3 separate regions of the Mus musculus genome follow, and regions 2 and 3 are each linked to region 1. The links are chromatin contacts, called in public promoter capture Hi-C maps. All regions are on one chromosome and are shown on one strand. Each heading gives the region's core, a stretch centred on a gene start, on an enhancer-like site or on the middle of the called end of the contact. The rest is flanking DNA. Distances are from core to core; before and after follow the strand shown.

Region 1 (2,700 bases), core at 64-2,563:
GGGAAGTATTTATACCCATAAAGATAGAAGGCTTTCACTGCATTTCTCTTCTGCCCAGACAGGCTACAGCTAACCTGCAACAGGCTACAAAGATCTCCTAATTGCTATTTAGATCTTCAATTATGTTAAAAAAAAAAAAAAAAAAAGGAATGGAGATCTTTGAAACAACCTTCCATACACTTAAGTTCTGGGTTTTTTCCTCCCAAAGGCTTCTCTGCCCATAGGTTTTCACACTTCAAAAAGGCTTCAAAATATAGTGTCCTTTAAACATGCACAAAATTGGTAATTTATGCACACAACTGTACATACTTAAACACTGTTACAGAAATGTAAACTACATAAGTCATACATGACTGCTGAACTATTCATTCTCGTGCAAAAGAATGTTAGATTCCAAAGGATCTACTCTCAGAAGAGGATGTAAGAACCAAAGAATGTAATTTTCCAACCCCCAGAGCTCTTCAAGTCAAACTGGAATCCAGTTCTGCCATACTACTTTTCACTACACTGCACTCCTCCAGTGAGATGAGTAACTGCTTAGCACTACTCCAAAGTCCCTGGTTGTAACCGGAACAAGCCCAGCACGGCTCTCGGAACAACGTGCTTCTCAAAGAAGAGGCTGCACGCTGACGAAAATACCAGGAACACCATTCCTTTTACCGAGAACTAAAGTTCACATAAATAATTTGTTCCTGGGCTTTAGAGACAGCTAGGCTCATCGTTATGGCCTAGGTATGCAATCTTGGGCAAGATGCCCAGTCTCTAAATCTATGTTAAAGATGAATAAAATGGATTTTTGAACCTCAAGATCAAGTTTAACATATAGGTTGCCCACTAAAAACCCCAATAATTAAAAGCTACTGTGCCCACCACTGCAGTGAATATTTAAAATATGGCTAGAACTCGCCCCTGTCTTGCAGATCTTGGTTCTCTACAACACAACCGGGGTATCAGAAAGTGGCTGGGGTGAGAGAGGCAGTGATGTACCTGCAGGCAAGAACTCATAACAGGCCAAGAGTCACTCAGAGTTCAAGGTCGCCTGAAACGCAATTGCAGGAGCGCTGTGGGCCGAGAACTGGAGAGGACGCTGTGTGGCTCCCTGAGCCTCAATGATTCCCCCTTTCAAGAGGGCGTAGCCTCCGCCAATTCTTTTAATGTCCTCTGAAGTCAGCTATGGAGGACAAGACTCCACCTGCATAGAAAACTCGTTTATATCCCAAGCCCAAACTCCCCGGGCCCCGGACTGACGTAACCGCCATGAGAGGGAGCCCTTCACACTATTGGTCGCTGGCACCCAGTGGACGGAGAACTGCGCAACGCTGCTGCGCAGGAAGCACCATCTTTCCGGCGCTATCTCCATGGCGACCGCGACCGGGTCACCCTTTTGGCCGCGGCGGTAGAAGTTACGTCATCGCCTGTGCGTCCGGAAGTGACTGTTCCTGCGCCAGGGTGGACCGGGAAGACCGGGCCTTACCCTGCCTGGGCGCAGGTAGGCAAGCTGATGCGGTGCCGACCGGGTGACCATGGCGGTGTTTCACGACGAGGTGGAGATCGAGGACTTTCAATATGACGAGGACTCGGAGACATATTTCTACCCTTGCCCCTGTGGGGATAACTTTGCCATCACCAAGGTACTCTAAAGGGCCCGCCGGCGATCCCTCGAGCTTGCGCATTGTCGCTTCCGGTGTCCCTGGGAAGGCTCAGTTACCCACGTGTTCTTCCGAACCCCCGCCCCTAAAGTAGTAACCTAGGCTGTCTAGCATACAGGGTCGGGTTAAGGGCGCTGTTCTCCGTAGTCCCGCCCCTAAGTGTTTTTCTTTTTTTTCTATTTTTTTTTCCCCTGGGAGCTTCTTTGAAGAAGGGAACTTGATTTTGTACCCCAGGGTTTTGGAGGCGATCGAACCAATCTAATCTCCCTGTTTTTTTTTCCTAGATGACACTTGGGAGGAAAGTTCTTTGTGTTGTTACCCAACTAAAGACTTGCCCATAGACATAGGAGAGATTTATGGGAAGTTGACGAAAGGCTATGCTGACCATATGTTGTTTGATTGCGTTGTAGGAAGATTTGGAAAATGGAGAAGATGTGGCCACGTGTCCTAGCTGCTCACTCATTATAAAAGTGATTTATGACAAAGTAAGGGATATGTTAAAGGGGATGGGTGGTGTGAGCTAATGACAAGGGCCTAAAGGAGCCTGTCTGATAGAAAAGGGCGGAAGAGTGTTGGGTGTTGGTTTGTTTTTTGAGACAGGGACCTTAAGTAGCCCTGGCTATACTGGAACTCATGATGTGAACCAGGCTGGCCTTGAATTCACAGAGATCTGCCTTTTATGTAACTTATGATCACTTTGGAAAGGGCAATAAAGAAATTGCTTTGTAATGAAAATTGATGACTTAATCAGGAATGAAAAATTATGGTTATTTTAATTGATGTTCTTCCTTTTGACATTTCTCTTGTATTTAATATTTAGTTTGTTCAGAGCTCTAGGATATTTTTAGAAGATTGCATTTTATTGCTTGCCTAGCTTATGTACAGAATCTACCTTGTTTGAGATATAGTTCCTAGATGTAATGTTACAGTTCCATGTTCCTTTGTATCCATTAGGAATGGCAATAGAAAAGGGGTAAATATCTTTACTTCCCACCCAAAGCTCAGTTAGTGCTTTGGAGTCTAAGTACAGAATGTAACAGTCTAGAGGATA
Region 2 (2,700 bases), core at 93-2,592, 1.1 Mb after region 1:
AATCTAGCATATGACACAAGGAGTGGGTCCTATACTTGAGGGGTGGCGGCTCTCTCAGCTTGTTGCTGCCACTGGCTTGGTAGAACTAAGAACTATGAAACATCGCTCATCAGTTTCATAATTGTGCCTGTTTGTGCACAACATTCTATGGCCACCCTGATAGCAAAGAATACTGAAGAACTGGTTCATTAGACTCTGGGTGATGGCATAAAGTAATTTACATAAAGGAGTAACATCAGATTTGAGTTTAAGAAAGATGTCTGCAAACCGGGCGGTGGTGGCGCATGTCTTTAATCCCAGCACTTGGGAGGCAGAGGCAGGCAGATTTCTGAGTTCGAGGCCAGCCTGGTCTACAAAGTGAGTTCCAGGACAGCCAGAACTATACAGAGTAACCCTGTCTCCAAACAAACAAACAAAAAGAAAGAAAGAAAGAAAGAAAGAAAGAAAGATGACTGCAGTAGAAGAGACAGGTTAGAGGGGAAAAAAAAGCAGGCAGCAGGAACTAGTTGGGGAGTGGGCATTTAGCCAGAAAGACTGGTGGCCTGTACTAGGGTGGAGATGCCGGTTTGACCTAGTGACAGGAATAGAACCAGCGTTGGGGACATTAAAGGTAATTGTTACCAGCTTAGGAAACTGCATGGCTGGTCAAGCTACTCACTGAAATAGGGTCCATGAGAAAGTGCTGGCGAGAAGATGCTGAGATGAGTTTTTAAGGAGTACAAACTACACAAGAGACAGGGCTTGCACGGTGGCCCTGAACTAGGCTTTGGGAACACATGGCCCCTGTTCTCAAGAAAATTTCAGGTGACAGGAGGTTTGCAGATAAAGAAAACTAATACCGAAGAATAGACAAAATCCGGGGCTCCTATTATAGGGGAAGTTGAGAAGCTGACCTCTTATCTGAGAAGAGTCCCTGCCCATCACTCCGGGCCTGTACATTTGAGGATGCCCTAGACGTATCCCTTCCCTCATCGCCCCGGCCAGGTCCCAAGTCCCCGACCTGCTTGCCGTCTCGCCGATGCTTCACGAGCGTCACCTCCCCGTAACTACCCCTGCCCACGACCCGCATGTAGCAGTATGCGGCCTGGGGCATGTTCCCGAAGGAGGCCTACAGTCGGGAAGCTGTGGCAGCGGCGCGTAAGGCTGCGGGAGGCCCCGCTCATGCCAGACGGGAGGTGAAGTACTCCATAAACGCGGCCCACCGCGGGCAGGAGCTTCGAGGCCCGGCCCACCCGGACGCCGCTACCATAGCGATACTGGCGGGGTAGTCCTGCGCATGCTCAGAGTTGGAAGACGCGCCATAGAGTCGACCTAGCGGTGGCCAGAGCTGCTCCTCGTGCTTGGGGGAGGACCTACCATCGAGCCGTCGCGGAAGCGGCCAGAGCGGTTCGGCAGCCCCGGAGGACCTGCCATAGAGCTTCGCTCCTGGAAGGCCAGAGCGACTCCCGAGCCGCACTTCCTGCGTTTTGGTTCTACATTTGCTCATTGAATCCTTTCTGGTTCTAAGCGAGTTACGCGTATGGTTCATTCGTTCTACAAATATTAACCGGCTATGTGCTTGGCTCACATTCAGTTAAAAGAGTGGCCAACTCTAGGCTTCACCAATGATGTTTGCTCTATTTGTTTTGTAGCGTGTCAGTATTCGGCCTGCCGTTTTGGTGCATTTGGTGAAGACGTCAATACACTTCATCCCTCAAAGTTTCAGCCTGCTTTACTGAGACTGGCAAAGATCTCTCACAGAATGATTGCAAACCCACCATCCTGAAAGGCTTGCCAGAACTTCACATGCTGCTTCCACGGAGCACCAAGGCCCCCTTTTAACGCCTGTCTGTGAATGCACAAGGCTGCGAAAAGAGCTACCTGCCTTGCCTGAAGAATTTACTTTTAAACAGGCGCACAGTTACTCATTATCCCTCTGTCCCGTTGAGATATATATGCATATGTCTTCTACAAGCCAGAAATGTTTTCCTCCAGGACAGAAAGCCCTTCCTTTGAAATGTAAATCATCAAAAAATTTTGGCGTCTGTTTCCCATTTTGTGTGGGAAGATATAATCCCATCTTCTATAATTGCCAACTAGTAAATTGTAATTGCTTTTACAATGACCAACTGTTATTATTTATTATTATTATTATGTTACTGTTGTTGAGATAAGATCTTCCTCTACAGCTCATCTTGCAATCCTACTCTTGTGTGTTGAGTTTACAGCCATGTAATAGTAACATGCTCCCAAACCTTTGTAATTTTTTTCATTTTTCTAAGGAATTCCGTTTCTCATTTCTCTATTTTCCTATTTTCCCTTCATTGTTTGTTGGTGCGTGTGTGAGTGTGCGTGTGTGTGTGTGTGTGTGTGTGTGTTTGTGTGCACGCGTGCGAGCGCGTGTCTTAGAAGAGGTCTCATGTCACCATGTAATCCAGGGTTTTAGAGATCGGCCTGGCTCCGCCTTGAGTGTAGAATTATAGGTGTGTGCCCCCATGCCCAGCCCTCATTCTCGTCTTAAAAGGCCCAGTTACCTCTGCACAGTTGAATGAAGCGCAACTTTCCCTGCTACTGTCAATAGTTACTACACAGCAGTCTGCCCCCTCTGCTCTAGCAAATGTTTGCTTTTGTTTATCTTTAGCAATATCACTAACTAGAATTCAATATTTATTTAAGGTTCCACTTTGTTTGGTTTTCTTTCTTCCTTCCTTCCTTCCTTTC
Region 3 (2,700 bases), core at 181-2,680, 1.4 Mb after region 1:
TGACATCTTAAAAATCGCGGTTCAGGAGAGGCCATACGCAGATAATGACTAATTCCATGTTACTTCCTTCAGATCTTTTTGATGAATACAGCAATCACAAGACACACACCACTTGGGGCCAGTAACTGCTGTGAGTGACCCGCGGGGAAGAGCGCCCACCAAGTTAAAAAAAAAAAAAAAGCCCTACAGGACGCGTCCCACCCCACTGCACCGCAAGCTCTAAAGATGACCTGGCTTTGACAGCTTAGTTTGAGACCCCACGCGAACAGCTGGCATCTCGGGGGGGAAACTTAACACGACGTCTATCCTTTCCGCGGGAATTTATCCCGAGTCTCACAAGGCTTTTCTGCTCCGCAAAGAGCAGGCCTTGCTTCCCAGGACACAGGGCTCGCCCCTCCAGCGTCTTTACAGCGAACAAAACAAGACTTGGGAACAGAAAACGAAACGGTCACGGACCTGCCGAGCGGCCTCAGGACGCTCCCCAGATCCGCGCAGGGGGTCGGGCGGCGGTGCCTCCCCAGGCGAAGCGCCTGAGAGGCCGGAGCCACCGGTTGCGGTGGAGGCTCAGACTCGGCCACCGCGCTTGCTGTCGCCGCCGCCGCTGCTGCTGCTGCCGCTGCCGCCGCCGCCTAGGCCCTGAGAAGTTGAGCGGCCGCGCGGGCTGCGGGTTCGCGCCCCGCCCGGAGCGAGCCCGGGGGGGCGGGTCCGCGGGGGCTCGGCGGGAGGCCGCTCGATGGGGGCAGGGGACCGGAGCCTGCAAGTTGGGAGCCCGCTACCGCCACCCGGCCACTTTGGCCTCTCGCGCCCAGCTGGGCTGACGCGCGCCGCTCGCCCGTTCTCCCTCTCTCTCTCTCTCTCCCGGCGCCGCCGGCCTCCGCCGCGTCCGCGAGGTGCCCGGGCGCGTCCCCGCAGCCCCCGCCGGCCGACGCGCCGAGCCTCGGGACCGCGCCAGGCCGCGCGCGCGGGCGCCGCGTCCCCCCACCCACTCCAGTCGTCCCCCCCGCCCAACGCGCCGCCGCCGCCCGTTGGCGCCTCAGATCGCGCGCTCGCTGCCCGCTGGCTCCCGGCGCTTCCCGCTGGCAAAGTTGCTGGGCCTCTTTGGGAGGGCGCCGCACCACCCCTCAGGCCGCCGCGCGGGAAGGCCCAGCCGGCCGCCCCGCTTTTTTTACCTGACGGGAGTTTTCGCGCGCGCGCTTGCTCGCTCTCCCCGCTCGCTCGCACGCCCGCCCGCTCGCTCGGTTTTCTTTCTTTCCTTCTTGGCGCTCGCCCGCGCGGGGCGCCTTTTCCGCTCGCGCTGCTCGCGCCCTCCTTCCTGCTGAGCCCGGCAGAGCGGGGCGGCCGGCAGCTCTCCCCGCCCCCCTGCACCCGCGCTCCGGCGGAGGCGGCGGCGGCGGCGCTCCGCGCTCCGACTCATTCCAATATGGCACGGACGCAAGGCGCATGCGCCCGCGGCCCCCCCACTCCCTCCCCCAGCTCCGCGGTCCTCCCTCCCGGCAACCCGCGCCCCTCGCTTCGCGCGCGTGGCACTCCCGACCCGGCCTCCCCAAGCCCACCGGCTCGCGGAGCTGGAGCTGCACGGGAGACGACGCGTCCGCGGGCCCGGGTCCATAACCCGCCGCTTTGCTCGCGTCCCCCTGTCCGCACCTCGCCGAAAGACACCCGCGAGGCCGTGGCGCTGGGCGTCGCGGCGTGAGCCTCTGATCCCCGACGGCGCCATGGACGGAGAACGGCTTGGAGACGGCGTCCTCGGGCTCCGGAGGCGCGTCCTGGCCTTGCTTGGGATTCTGGAAAGAAAGACCTCACCTCGGGCTTCTGGACAGAGCGGCTCGGGACCCCGCGAAGTCCCTGATCCATCCGTCCCTGGCGAAGCGCGCCACTGTAGCCCGCACGTGACCACCTCGAGCAAGATGGTATTAGCAGAGAGGCAGCAGTTCTGCAGGTCCCCAAGGGGCGCATACCGTGGCCGAGGGAGCTGCGCCCGCCCGCCGGACCACGTCGGGAATCCTACACGTTCTTTGAGATCTAGCAGGGCACTCTAGTGCTCGTCTACCGAGTCCGACTCGAACGCCTCTACGTACCTCATGTCCAGGCTCAGTAAATGAGTTGTCCTGCCGCAAAGGGGCACAGGTTGACCTAAGAGCTTCAGGAGAAGCTCAAAAATGCTGTGAATCAGCCTCGAATCGGAAGGTGCCCACAGGCAGTTACGTTCGGCTACTCAACCCTTCTTCAGCGAGCACAGGTGTCAATAGGAAGCACACCCACCTGCTCCAGAAAGTTCCCTCAGAAGAAAATCCCAGCGCCTGTGGGATCCCGGAGTGCCAATGAGACCAGACTCTCCAGCCTAAGATGGCCTCAGTCAGGGGCTCCTACTCAAGGAAGACTCCTTTCTTTTAGAGAAGAGGAGGCGAGACACACACACACACACACACACACACACACACACACACACACACACACACGAAGGTCTTGGGATGCTCCCATTAGCATCTTTCTCATGTTTTTGGGCAACCTTGGGAAATATGCACATTACAAACGCCAGATGATTTTTTTCTTTTTGTAAGTGTAAGCACCATTGAAAAGACAAAGTAACAAGAAAAAAAAATAAAGAAGAATATAAAAGGATATTCAATTATTGCTACACAATTTGAGCTCCCACCCACCCCCTCCCAACACCCCCCCCGCCCCGGCCAAAAACAAAAA

What was found. Promoter capture Hi-C pulls out the DNA fragments that hold promoters and counts their contacts. Capture Hi-C pulls out chosen DNA fragments and counts their contacts.
Region 2: a contact with region 1 is called in a promoter capture Hi-C map of pre-B cells, with 4 times the contacts expected there. The contact joins the promoter of Nek4 here to the promoter of Oxnad1 in region 1. A contact is called at or near these places in 2 of 39 promoter capture datasets (liver and pre-B cells), 2 of 484 Hi-C or Micro-C datasets (CD4 T cells and myocytes) and 1 of 9 other capture datasets (liver).
Region 3: a contact with region 1 is called in a promoter capture Hi-C map of liver, with 3 times the contacts expected there. The contact joins the promoter of Sfmbt1 here to the promoter of Oxnad1 in region 1. A contact is called at or near these places in 1 of 39 promoter capture datasets (liver) and 1 of 9 other capture datasets (liver).

The regions. Positions count from the first base shown.
Region 1 is chr14:32,084,341-32,087,040 of GRCm38.p6, reverse strand. Oxnad1 (oxidoreductase NAD-binding domain containing 1) reads right to left here and starts at 1,313. Exons shown (of 8, transcript NM_145460.2): 1 at 988-1,313. Dph3 (diphthamine biosynthesis 3) reads left to right here and starts at 1,349. Exons shown (of 3, transcript NM_172254.4): 1 at 1,349-1,631; 2 at 2,060-2,134. The coding sequence starts at 1,524.
Region 2 is chr14:30,950,019-30,952,718 of GRCm38.p6, reverse strand. It overlaps Nek4 (NIMA (never in mitosis gene a)-related expressed kinase 4), which reads right to left and starts at 1,342. Exons shown (of 15, transcript NM_011849.3): 1 at 1,001-1,342. The coding sequence starts at 1,093. It overlaps Gm41121 (a long non-coding RNA gene), which reads left to right and starts at 1,285. Exons shown (of 2, transcript XR_874490.3): 1 at 1,285-1,517; 2 at 1,632-2,287.
Region 3 is chr14:30,714,345-30,717,044 of GRCm38.p6, reverse strand. It overlaps Sfmbt1 (Scm-like with four mbt domains 1), which reads right to left and starts at 1,430. Exons shown (of 21, transcript NM_001166532.1): 1 at 1,170-1,430.